Linked DNA regions of Urocitellus parryii: region 2 is linked to region 1. Evidence: chromatin contacts called from public Hi-C data. All regions are on one chromosome and are shown on one strand. The core of a region is the stretch at or near the end of the contact, and the rest is flanking DNA. Distances in the headings are between cores, read along the strand shown.

Region 1 (5,654 bases), core at 1,342-3,841:
GACATAGAGAAGCTCTCTTGGACATTTGTTGAGTGTCAATTACTATTCACAAGGGATCTTCCCAAAGGAGGAAGTAATTCTGTGCACTCTTTCTAGGCCCATTTTCTTAACTTGTAGAGTGGGCTGAATGATGGCACACTCTGTTCTAACCCCTGGGACCTGTGAATATGACGTTATTTGGAAAAGGGTATTTGCCAGTATAATTCAATTAAGGATCTCAAAGATGAAATCTGGATTATCTGGGTGGGCTCTAAATCCAATAACAAATATCTTTATAAGAGAAAGAAGACACAGGAAGAAGAGAAGCTCATGTGGAGATAGGGGAAGAGATTATGTAGACAGAAGCCAAGGAATTCTTGGAGCCACCAGTGGATAGAAGAGCAACAAAGGAGTCTTCCCTAGAGCCTCTGAGAAAGCACCTTGACACCTTGATTTTGGACTTTTGGCCTCCAGAACCCTGAAAGAATAAATTCATTTTAAGCTATCTAGTTTGTGGTAATTTAATTTGGTGGCTTCAGGAAATGAATACAGCTTAGAAACAGCTTAGATTTCTGTGAAATCCCACCAGATCCTGGCACCACAGAGTTGAACTAAATTGAGATTTGGGATTTTATAACTACTTTCTTCTCAACAAACACCTGACCACACACCCTAGGCTCCCACCATGATTCAGAATAGGAGGCGATGACATCTGTGTGATGCAGCTCTGAGATTAGATCCAAGGTGTTTTTCAGATAGTATGTTTGCCTTTTTAATTTTTTTTTTTAATGGTACTCTGGTTTGAACCCAGGGGCTCACACATTTTTAGCATGTGCTCTAGCACGGGGCTACACCCTCAGCCCACTGGGGAAAAAACCCACAAAACTTAAATGCATCTATTATATGTCAGTTGTTACAAGGGCTTGTGACATACATTAATAACTTAAACCCCATAGCAACCCTATTACTATTTTACAGATGGGAAAACTAAAACTGAGAGTGGGAAATGGACTTTTTGTGTTACCTAGAGGGTGGCAGAGCCAAGATTCTCAAAGTGCCTGATTTCTGTTGTGTCTGACTCTAAAGCATTGTGTTCTTTTTGCTACATCAGTCCAGGTGGTGTAGGAATTCAGTCTGGGGGGAGAAGGCACATCAGTATCCTGCAGAATGACTCAGTGCTATTTATTTTAGAAGCAATTGCATATAGATTCTACCATTAAGATCAAACAAATCTTCACGGAAGAGAAGGCATTTGAGCTGTTTGTTTACATCGAAAAAACATTTCCTTATTCTCTGTCAGCACTGAATCCAGGGATGAATAAGGAAACGTCTTCTTGCTAGAGGGATTCAGAGAGAGAGAGAGAGAGAGAGAGAGAGAGAGAGAGAGAGAGAGTGTGTGTGTGTGTGTGTGTGTGTGTGTGTGTGTGTTGGGGGGGGGCGCTCGGGATTGAGAGTAGCGATTGGTAGTATGTGTTAAACATGCCTATTAAAGGACAAGGCAGCTGGGCGAGGTGGCACAAGCTTGTAATCTCAGCGGGCCGGTAGGCTGAGCCTGGAAGATCACACGTTCAAAGCTGCCCTCAGCAACTTGGCAAGACCCTGTCTTAAAATAAAAAAAAGGCCTGGGGGTATGACTCGGTGGTTAAGCGCCCCTGGATTTAATCCCTGACACTTCCCCCCCCACCCCCTCCCGCCAAGAAACAACAACAACAAAATCCCACAAAAAACCCAAACCCCCAAACAATGCAATAGAATAATCAGGACTATGGTATAGGAAAGGTTTCTAACTCAAGGTCCCAGCAAAGATTTGGTGGGTAAGCAAGTTTTAGGGAAAGAAAAGTAGCAAAGGGTTTCCAGGGACAGCAGAAGCAACTCATCGGTATAGATGAAACAGCGTTCAGGGCAGTTGGCACACCTTTTGGCTCCAGAGTACTAGTTAGTGGAGTGCGAGGAGGGGCGTGGACTCGAGGGTAGAGTTGGTCGTGAAAGACTGGTGGGACTGCCGGACAGGACTCTGGTTTCATTCATCTTGCGTGGTAGTTCTCTGCTAAACTATAAAGCATTCCTTTTTCGTCTTCGCACGTTGATTATAACATCTCGGCAAAAGACTGCTTAAGGAGCCTGCAATGACTCTTCTCTAGCCTAGAGGGTCCCCGCCCTCGACCGGAGGCCTGTTACCATGACAACTAGGTCAGGGCGGAAGTGGCTCAGAAGACTGATTCTCACTAATCAGGTGACGCTCCAGCCTTCTGCACGTGACTCCGGAGCTGAGGCGCGCGCTCTACCTAATTAAGACTCCGCCCCTCTTCCTTTACTGACAATTGGCAGCAATCTTGAGCAATGGCCTTTGCAGCACCCCAGGAGGCTCCGCCCCTTACTAGTGAAAGAACCAATAAAAATAGGACAAAATGAAGCAACGCCCCAAATTTCATCCCGGCTTGACAGACGCAATTGAGGCCATCCTGAAGCGCCTCCGCCCCCAGCCCATTCCGGCCGGCGACGGACTGACCTGTTACCCAATAGCAAGTCCCTTCGCTGCCGTTGGGTCCCGCCCCTGTAAGAACGGAACCAATGAGTGGGCCAGGTCTCAGCCCGGTGGAGGGGGTTGCACTGCGGTAATATGGCTCTTCCTTAGCCAGCGGCAGCGGCCAGCGCGGGGACAGAGCAGTCCTGCCTCTCGGGTGGAGGGTTGTAGGCAGCAGGGGCTCGGAGGGTCGTGGGTACGAGGCAGCGGCGGATGCGGGAGGAGCGCCCGTCCCGCCGCCTGGCGGCCGCTGGGTCAAAATGAGCTCCTCAGCGTCGGTCGGGGGCCCGGTCCCGCCGCCGCCCCCGGGCCCGGCCGCCGCGCTGCCGTCAGGTTCTGCCGCGCGGGCCCTGCATGTGGAGCTGCCGTCTCAGCAGGTAAGCGCGTCTGCTCGCGGTGCTCAGTAGGGACGGGGAAAGGCCCGCGTGGAGACTCGGTGGCTCCGGCTGACTCTGCGTTTGCCGGGAGACTCTGGGAAGGGGCCGGGGAACTGAGGTGGGCTGTCAGGAGGTCTTGAGGGGAGGGGTCCAGCGATGGCCGAACCTCTGGGAGATCCCTGTGCCCCTGGAGAATCCCAGCACCGCAGATGAGCTTGTGAGGAGACCTCACAGAGCCAGCCAAACTCCCCTAGGGCTGCCGGGCCCCTCTCGCCTTGTAGGGATGGGGGATTCCCTTGCACAGACCCTCCTCTCACCCCTCCTGGGAACGCACCGGAGAAGCCCTGTGCCCCAGGAGATGCGGCGAAGTGCTTTTCCTTTCCGTCCCCACCCGGAGAAACCAGTTGGTGTTCTGCTGCTGGAACAGCGAGGAGTTAGGGTTTCTCGCACTTACTCTCATCTCCCTTTACTACGAAATGCTCTCCTCCGTCTCTCTAGAGAAATGTGATTGGAACTTGGAGGTTTCCTTTCTAATTCTCAGACCCCCAAGGAATTCGACTTAGTAATAAAGAGTACTCTTTGCTACTTCATTCCCTCCAGTGACTCTTTGGATGGAGGGACTTCTCTTTGAAGGCTTCTCATCCACGTTGTTGAAGGATAAGAAAGAGGGAACAAAAAATTTGGGGATCTGATAAAAATCTTGTGACATCCACAAATCTGTAGAGTTTTTTTTCCCTCCTATTGTCCTTCTTCTGTTCCCCAAAGGGAGTTTTTACAGAAATCTTAGCATTAATGAGAGTTAGAGTGTCTTTCACTTTCCCTTTATTCCTCCTTCCCAGAAACGGACCAAAACAAACTGTCAGTCATTGAGAGTTTACCATGCTGGGTTTGAGCAGAGTGCTCAGTGGTCATTAGCCATTGAATCCTCATAACACTGTGAGATAGCTGTTTCTGTTATTCCCATCTTGCAGTTAGAGAAATGGGGACTTTTTCCAAAGCCTTCCTGTTAGTAAAGGCAAAAGGTTTATACCATCTGAGAGAAACCAGAGTATAAGCCTTGCTGTTAGTGAGTGGTGGGACTGGCTTTCAGAATCCAGTGTCTGACTCTGTAGTCCCTGCACAGCATTGTTTGCTTGAGGCTTGAGCCACCTTCACTCATACCTTCACATAGGACAGAGCAAGTTCCTTCATACTCTTTCTGTAACTTTCCATCCCGGCTCTGGGGCCTTAGGAAGGGTTCGTAAAGAAGAAAGCAGCAGTTGTGGGGAGAGGGTGAGATTGGAATGAATCTTATAGGAAAGCAGGGGACTAAAGGGAAGAGAAAAGTTGAGATAATAGTCACAGTGGTGGCCATTGAGAAGGGAGGTAGAAATGTTTGCAGAAGCAAAGCTGTGGTAGGAGAGGATTTAAAAGAACAGGGTAGCATGTGCCCTGGTTTTGTAGTGGTGTTGGGCAGGGAGTTTGTGGAGGATCTTAGGAGTTTGAGGGTAGTGAAGTTTGGATTGTATTATGAAGTCTTGGGAGAGGGTACAAATGTGGTTGGGAAGATAGGTCTCTGAATTGAGCTTGAATATGAATTTTTGGGTGTGTGAGAGAGTGAAGGTGGACTATAAAGGTGGATATTGGGAGAGGCAATGTTGGGTACTTTTAGAAAAAGCATGGAGAAATCCTGAGGAGTTGGGATCAAGAAAGGTTTAATTTGGGGGAGATTTGAGAATTTGTGGGATTAGAAAAGAGAAACCATCATTTACTTGATAAAGTCTGTTTTCTGATAACAGTTCACAGTTTAACACTAGGAGAATAATCTGAACAAACTGTTCATGGAATAAATTGGACCGCATTTGTTAGTGTTTATCACAGTTTTGGATTGATGCCAAGGGATATATAGTGGCTTGAGTGTGCAGCTGAATGCTGCAGGAGTGCTGAGTATGCTATTTACAGCTTTCTGGGGGTGTCATCCTCGAATTCTTGGAAGGCAGCCTATATAACAAAACACTTTTACTTTTGTAGTTGATATTAATTTAGCTTTCTGGATCAAAATGTTCATCTTTTTAGGGTATGAATATATACCATTAAAAATAAACATTTTTGTTGATGTGTTATCTGTATAGAGTTAAGTGCACAGATTATTAGTATACCCCTTGCTGAATTGTCACAAAGTGAGCACAGTTATATAACTATTATCCAGATTAAGAAATGCAGAATTATGAACATTCCAGAAGTTGTTCTTGTGTTCTCTCCCTTTCCTTTCTTTCCAAAGGAACCACTTTGATTTCAGAAATCAGTTTTTGCCTGTCTCAGAACTTTATGTATTATTTCAAAAATGTAGATAAATTGAAGAGTCAATTATTGTCTTTAGAACAACACTTTGAAAATTGTGCATGTCAATACTTCCCATGCTTGCTGACAGGGTGTCAGTATTTCTAAACAAATAAACAAAGCTTGTTGATTTAGGACTTCTGCGATAATCTCAAAGTAGATTTCAGTGGTCCCCTAGCCTACTTGAAGGTTGAGTTTCTAAGACATGGCATCATCAACGTTTTGGAACAGAGCAGAGGATATAAGATGTTTAACCACATCCCTGGACTCTGATTCCAGCAGCACCTCCCCAATCCCGATGATAAAAAAATGTGTTCACATGTGGCCACATGTCCTACAGGGAGACAAAACTACCTCTGATTAAGAAATACTGTTCTAAGGCATATTTTTTATTTTAGGATAGAGTATCCCTGCTATTTTATACTTATTTATTCCAACTTTATTAAGTCCCATTG
Region 2 (5,570 bases), core at 2,320-4,819, 550 kb after region 1:
AAGACTCCACTAGACCTAAAATTCCTTCCAAATCTGAGAATATAATCCCCAATAGACCATATTTCCCTGAATATAATGAAAAGAGCACTCAATTACATATGGACAGAAATCACTAGTATCCCTTAATCTGTTGTTTCCCATTCCTCCTGTCCTTCACTCCTTGGCACCCACAAATCTGCTTTCTGTCTATGGATTAATCTATATATTTATATTTTATATAAATGGAATCATACAATATATGATCTTTTATGTCTGGCTTCTTTCACTTAGCATAATGTTTGAAGTTCTTCTATATATCAACAGTAGCAGTACTTCATTATTTTTTATGGTAGAACAATATTCCACTGTATTAGTACATATTTTGTCTGTTCATTCAAGCACTGACAGACTTGGGGTTATTTCCATCTTTTTTGAGTATTGTAAGCAGTGCTACTGTGAATGTATGGTATGTGCTTTTTTTTAAAAAAAAATTTAAACACCAGTCTGCAATTCTTTAGGCAATATACCTTGGAATGGAACTGCTGGGTAGTATGGTAATTCTATGTTTAACTGTCACCTCACTATGGTTTTGATTTAAACTTCCCTAATAACTATTGGTAGGGACCATCTTTTCAAGTGCATGTTAGTCATCTGTATCTCCTCTTTGGAGAAATATCTATTCTGGTCCTTTGCCCATTTCCTCACTGGGTTATTTGTCTTTTGATTGTTGAATTTAAGAGTTTTTTTAAAAAAATATATTTGTATTCTAGACTCATCCGTTCTATTCTTCTTCTTTCATTCTTTCCGCCTTTTGGTAATGTCTCTTGATAAACAAAAGTTTGAGTCAGATGTGGTCATGTAGGCCTATGATCCAGTGACTTGGGAGATTGAGGCAGGAAGATCACAAGTTTGAGGCCAGGCTCAGCAATTTAATGAGGCCCTAAGCAACTTATCAAGACACTGTCTCAAAAAAATAAAAGGGCTGGGAATGTGGCTCAGTGGTTAAGCACCTCTGGGGTTCAATCCCCAGTATCAAAAAAAAAAAAAAAGTTTATTTTGATGATGCCCAATTCATGTATTTTTCCTTTTATTTCATGTGTTTTGGTTTCATATCTAAGAATCTGTTGCAAATTCCACAATTTCTTCTAAGAGTTCAATGGTATTAGTTTCATGTTTAGGCCATTTAAATATTAGCCATTTTGAGTTCATTTTTGCATATGATATGAAGATAGACATCTATTTTTTAATATCAAGCCTTTCAAACTTCACATGACCCAAATCAAACTTTTAATATCCCACCACCAACTCTACTGTTCCCAGTGTTTCCTGTCTCAGTAAATGCTCAGGTTAAAAATTTCAGAAGTCATTCTTGATTCTTTTTTTTTTTTTTTAAATCTGTTTCTTATTGTCTTCATCTTCAAATCTTATCTCAAATGAAACAATTTGCCATCTCCTCTTTTACTAATCTGGATTATTGCAATAGCCTTTAACTAGTCTTACCACTTTGCCTTTGCCTCTCTACAAGTTAACAAGCAGTTAGTGATCCTGTTAAAATTTCTCTGCTCTAAACCCTATCTTAGAATAAACGCCAAAGTTTTCTATGGACTACAACTTCCTATACAATTTGTTACTCTTATACACACCCTTTCTGGTTGCATCAACAAGCATGCCCTGTCTTTGCATTTATTGTTTGCTGAGTCTGGAATGCTCTTCCCCAAGATATCTTCATGGCTGGCCCCCTCACCTACTTTAGCTCTTTGCTCAATTTCCCCATTTTAACAAGGCCTTCTCTGATCACTCTACTTAAAATAACAATTATGGACTAGGGCTGTAGCTCAATGGCAGAGCACTGGCCTAACATGTGTGAGGCACTGGGTTCCATTCTTAGCACCACATAAAAATAAACAAATAAAAAAAAGGCATGCTGTCCATCTGCAACTACAAAAATAAATAAATAAAAACGTAAAATAGCAATTATGCCTTCCCTGCTACCACTAATTTCCCTCCAATCTTTGCTTCATTTTTCTCCATGGTTTTTATTACTATCTGACACACTACTGTATATATTTTACATGATTGCACCCCCCACCCCCAGAACGCAATCTCCTTGAGTAGGGACTTTTGATTTTTTTCAACTGTACCCACCAGTGCTCAAAACAATGCCATGCACATAGACCTTCAACAAATATTTGTTGAATTAATAAATAGCATGCTATAGCTATATCGTAACCGCCTGTTGATATATTCCCCCCAATGACAGCGACACTGGCTCATTCACCTCTGTATTCCCAGCACTTAACATTAGTGTTCGGCACATAGTAGGCAATGCTTTTAAATGACTGAATCAACAAGAAAGGCTTATGCAACATTCTCAATCTTTCCAACAGTCCCTACTCTATCACTTCCTAAATGTAAGTTCGGTATGTGGGTTACCTCAAAAAGGTTTCAAAATCAATTCCCACGCCCTCACGTGTATTCCCTGATAGCCCCACAATAACCAAGAGAGATTATGAGTAACGGACAAAGCCTGAACTTTATCATTGTGTAATGACAAGTCCGAAGAAAGGAAGAGTGGCCATCAGACTCGAGATCAAAGACGGGCGGCAGGGTTCCGAACATAAACGCTGTCTTGGGGTGGGGGATGGCAAGGAGAAAGAAAGGCCCAGGTGACCACAACTGGAGTCCAAGTCCCAGTTTGACAGCTCAAGAAATGAAAGTCCAAAGAGGAAGGCGACTTGCCCGAGATCACACAGCAAGTCAATCAGGGTGAGAGCCCACCTCATCCCGCCTCCGCGCCAAACCCCAGCCAGCGCACGTGCTCCGAGGTCCCCTCCACCCGCCGGCCAGCAGCGAGTCCCTTCTGTGGTCCAAGACTAGCGGACAACAGTGTGCGGTACCTCCCAGGGCCCTCGGCCCAGAGCCTGCGGCCGACAGCTGGCAGCGCGCACCGCGCAGGTGGGCCCGGCCGCCCGCTCCAGGGCGCCCTTACCTGGCCGGATCCCGCGGGAACCTGAAGAAGGCCAGGTCGGACTGCGTGCTCTTCCGCGTGCAGTTGGGGGCAGCGCAGAAGTTCGGCATCGTCGCCCGCCTGCCGGCCGGCCCAGTCCTCCCCTCCCCGCCTCCTCAGGGCAGCCACCCGCCCGTCGGGGCCGGGGAGGGGAGCCAGGCCGGCCGGCCGGCTCGGCAGGACCGGCGCGCGGGGAGGGGCGGGCGCGCGAGAAGCCGCGAGGGGCAGGAGGGGCGCGCGGTCCGAGGCCGGGCTGGGGACGCGGCTCCACAGTGCTGTGAGCGGCCGGGAGGATTTACCGCCGCCGCCGCCGCTGGTGCACCTCCCGCCCGCCCGGGACGCTGCCGCCTCCTTCCCACAATGCACCCTGGCGCCCGGGGGTGCCCTCTCTTCCCTCAGTCTTCCTCCCCCGCCCTCCTTTCCGTCGACTTCCCCGCAGCCGGGCACGCGCACGGAAGCGCGCCTTTGCCGGGGTGCGGCAAGGCGGAGGCGGGGCCTGGCGTAGGCTACCGTAGTGCGCCTGCGCACAGCCTAACCCTCGGGGAGCGAGTTGCGCATGCGGGACATCCTCTCGGGACTCTGTAGCTGGCGGGCGCTAGGTTCCTCCGGTAGGTTTCGCGTGTGCGGGTTTCTGCAGATCTGGGGCGAGCTTGCACGTTACATCACCATTGCATCTCTCCTTGCTTGTTCAAGTTGCCACCACTTTAGACGTGTGTGGCAGAAGTCGTAGAGCCGCGGAATTGGGACGATCTTGGTTACCAATTTGTAAACTCCAGGCAGAGCTGCGTGTACGATTTGGACGCAGACGTGGATTGCAGGGGATTTGATTTTTCTTGACTTTGCAGCTCCTCTTTGGCCTCGTTAGCTTCTCAGATCAGACGTTAAGGGGCGAAAAATCAGAAAAGCAATTACTCTTTCCTGACGGGGTTTTCAGGGGAGAAAGAATAGCGACGTGATTATGCCTATAGCCCTATAGAGATTGGTCCCTCTGTCTTCCCCTTATAATTGTGGCCTGTTAACTTTCCTGTGTATACTGCCAAAATGAGTGACCGCTATTTAGAACAAAGGATTAGTATAAAATTTTGCGTGAAATTGAACAAGTCTGCAAGTGAGACCCACCATCTTTTAAAAGAAGCCTATGGGGATGAAGTCATGTCAAGGGCCCGAGTTTTTGACTGGCACAAACGATTTAAAGAAGGGCGGGAAGATGTTCGAGACGATGCACGAAGTGGTCGGCCTGTCACCCACAGGACCGATGAAAATATCCAGAAGGTCAAGGACTTGGTTTGTTCAAACAGGCAGTTAACCGTGAGGATGATGGCTGAAGAGTTAAATTTAGATAAAGAAACCGTTAGACTCATTCTGAAAGAAAACTTGAACATGAGGAAGGTTTCTGCCAAAGTCATATCAGGTATTTTGAAAGATGAGCCTAAACATGGAAAACTTGATTTGCGATCACATCTGTCAAAGGACACTAGGAAAAACAGCTCATGTGTGAAGAAGAAGTTAACAAGTTCTGAAACATGGAGTCATCTGCAGGGGGAAGCTGGTGGGGAAATGCCTCTGTCTGTGTCGGGTCCCAGAATCCATTACCCTGACAACCAACTTCTGCAGCCATCATCTTCTGCCAGCTTTCCCATCAGAGTGGCCCAGGATTGGTTCACACCCTGGTTAAAAGAATCTGAGGGTAGCTGAACCTGAGCTAGGAAGTTGCATTACTGTTGGGCAGCTTCATTTGCTGCTCCTGTTTTCGGTCTTCTCTACCGCTCCTCCTTGCTGGCATGGCCTTCCTATTTTATGCTGGACTGTGGCCATCTCCCTTGTTTTTCACCACTTTGAAGTGCTTTGGTTGTTGACTTCTGTTGCTTGCTTCTTTATATTTCTCTTGCTTAACAAGTTTGGATCTCTTCATTGCCCATACGTCAATTTGTTGTGGCTGTCCTGTTCTTTTGTTCTCAACGTTCTGCCTCAGGGGATCATCCATATCTTTGTGCACAGGGAGAAATGTCTTCTGGGAGGACCCCAAAAGGCCTACTGTTTCATTTATTTTGCAGTCAGAGCCTAAGGTATGGTACAGAAGGCAGTGGCCTGTGGACCTGTTGAACAATCTGGGTCAAAGGCCCAAATGACTGGGTAGGAACCCCTCAGAACTGGGGGGGGGGGGGTTGGCCACCAATACTGATCTTCTTTTGGACCTCCCTTTCACAGAACAACTGGATCTGTTTCATTCTAGTCTTGGGTTTTGGCCCCCCATTTATTTGGGTTTCCCCTCACTGGAAGAGGAAGATCTGATCCTAGGAAATATAAACTAGGGGACGCAGGCCAAGACTGACATGTGAGGAGAAAGACCAGATGATTCTCCAGATCCTAAATTAAGGGAGTCCGCAGTCTATTTGGTGTGTTTTGAGCACCTGCTGTTTTTAGAACACTTCTGGGCAGTGACAATGTAAAGTTCTTAAATGAGATCACCAGGTGCAGTTGGGCTTCACAAAGGAGCTCGTTCTTGAACTGGATTCATGAGGAAGGGTGAGACAAAGGGCTGTGAGATTAGGGAACACTTCCCAGGCCAGTGAAACAGCATGAG

Evidence for each region. Hi-C and Micro-C count contacts between places; a contact is called where the count stands out from the background.
Region 2: a Hi-C map of liver shows a contact between it and region 1, with 4 times the contacts expected there. The contact joins the promoter of Gvqw3 here to the promoter of Uvrag in region 1. A contact is called at or near these places in 2 of 2 Hi-C or Micro-C datasets (liver and muscle).

What each region holds. Positions count from the first base shown.
Region 1 is chr4:66,223,941-66,229,594 of mUroPar1.hap1, forward strand. It overlaps Uvrag (UV radiation resistance associated), which reads left to right and starts at 2,592. Exons shown (of 15, transcript XM_026387330.2): 1 at 2,592-2,880. The coding sequence starts at 2,764.
Region 2 is chr4:66,771,119-66,776,688 of mUroPar1.hap1, forward strand. Gvqw3 (GVQW motif containing 3) reads left to right here and starts at 3,570. Exons shown (of 2, transcript XM_026387328.2): 1 at 3,570-4,499. The coding sequence starts at 4,028. It overlaps Thap12 (THAP domain containing 12), which reads right to left and starts at 3,327. Exons shown (of 5, transcript XM_077797628.1): 1 at 2,969-3,327. The coding sequence starts at 3,057.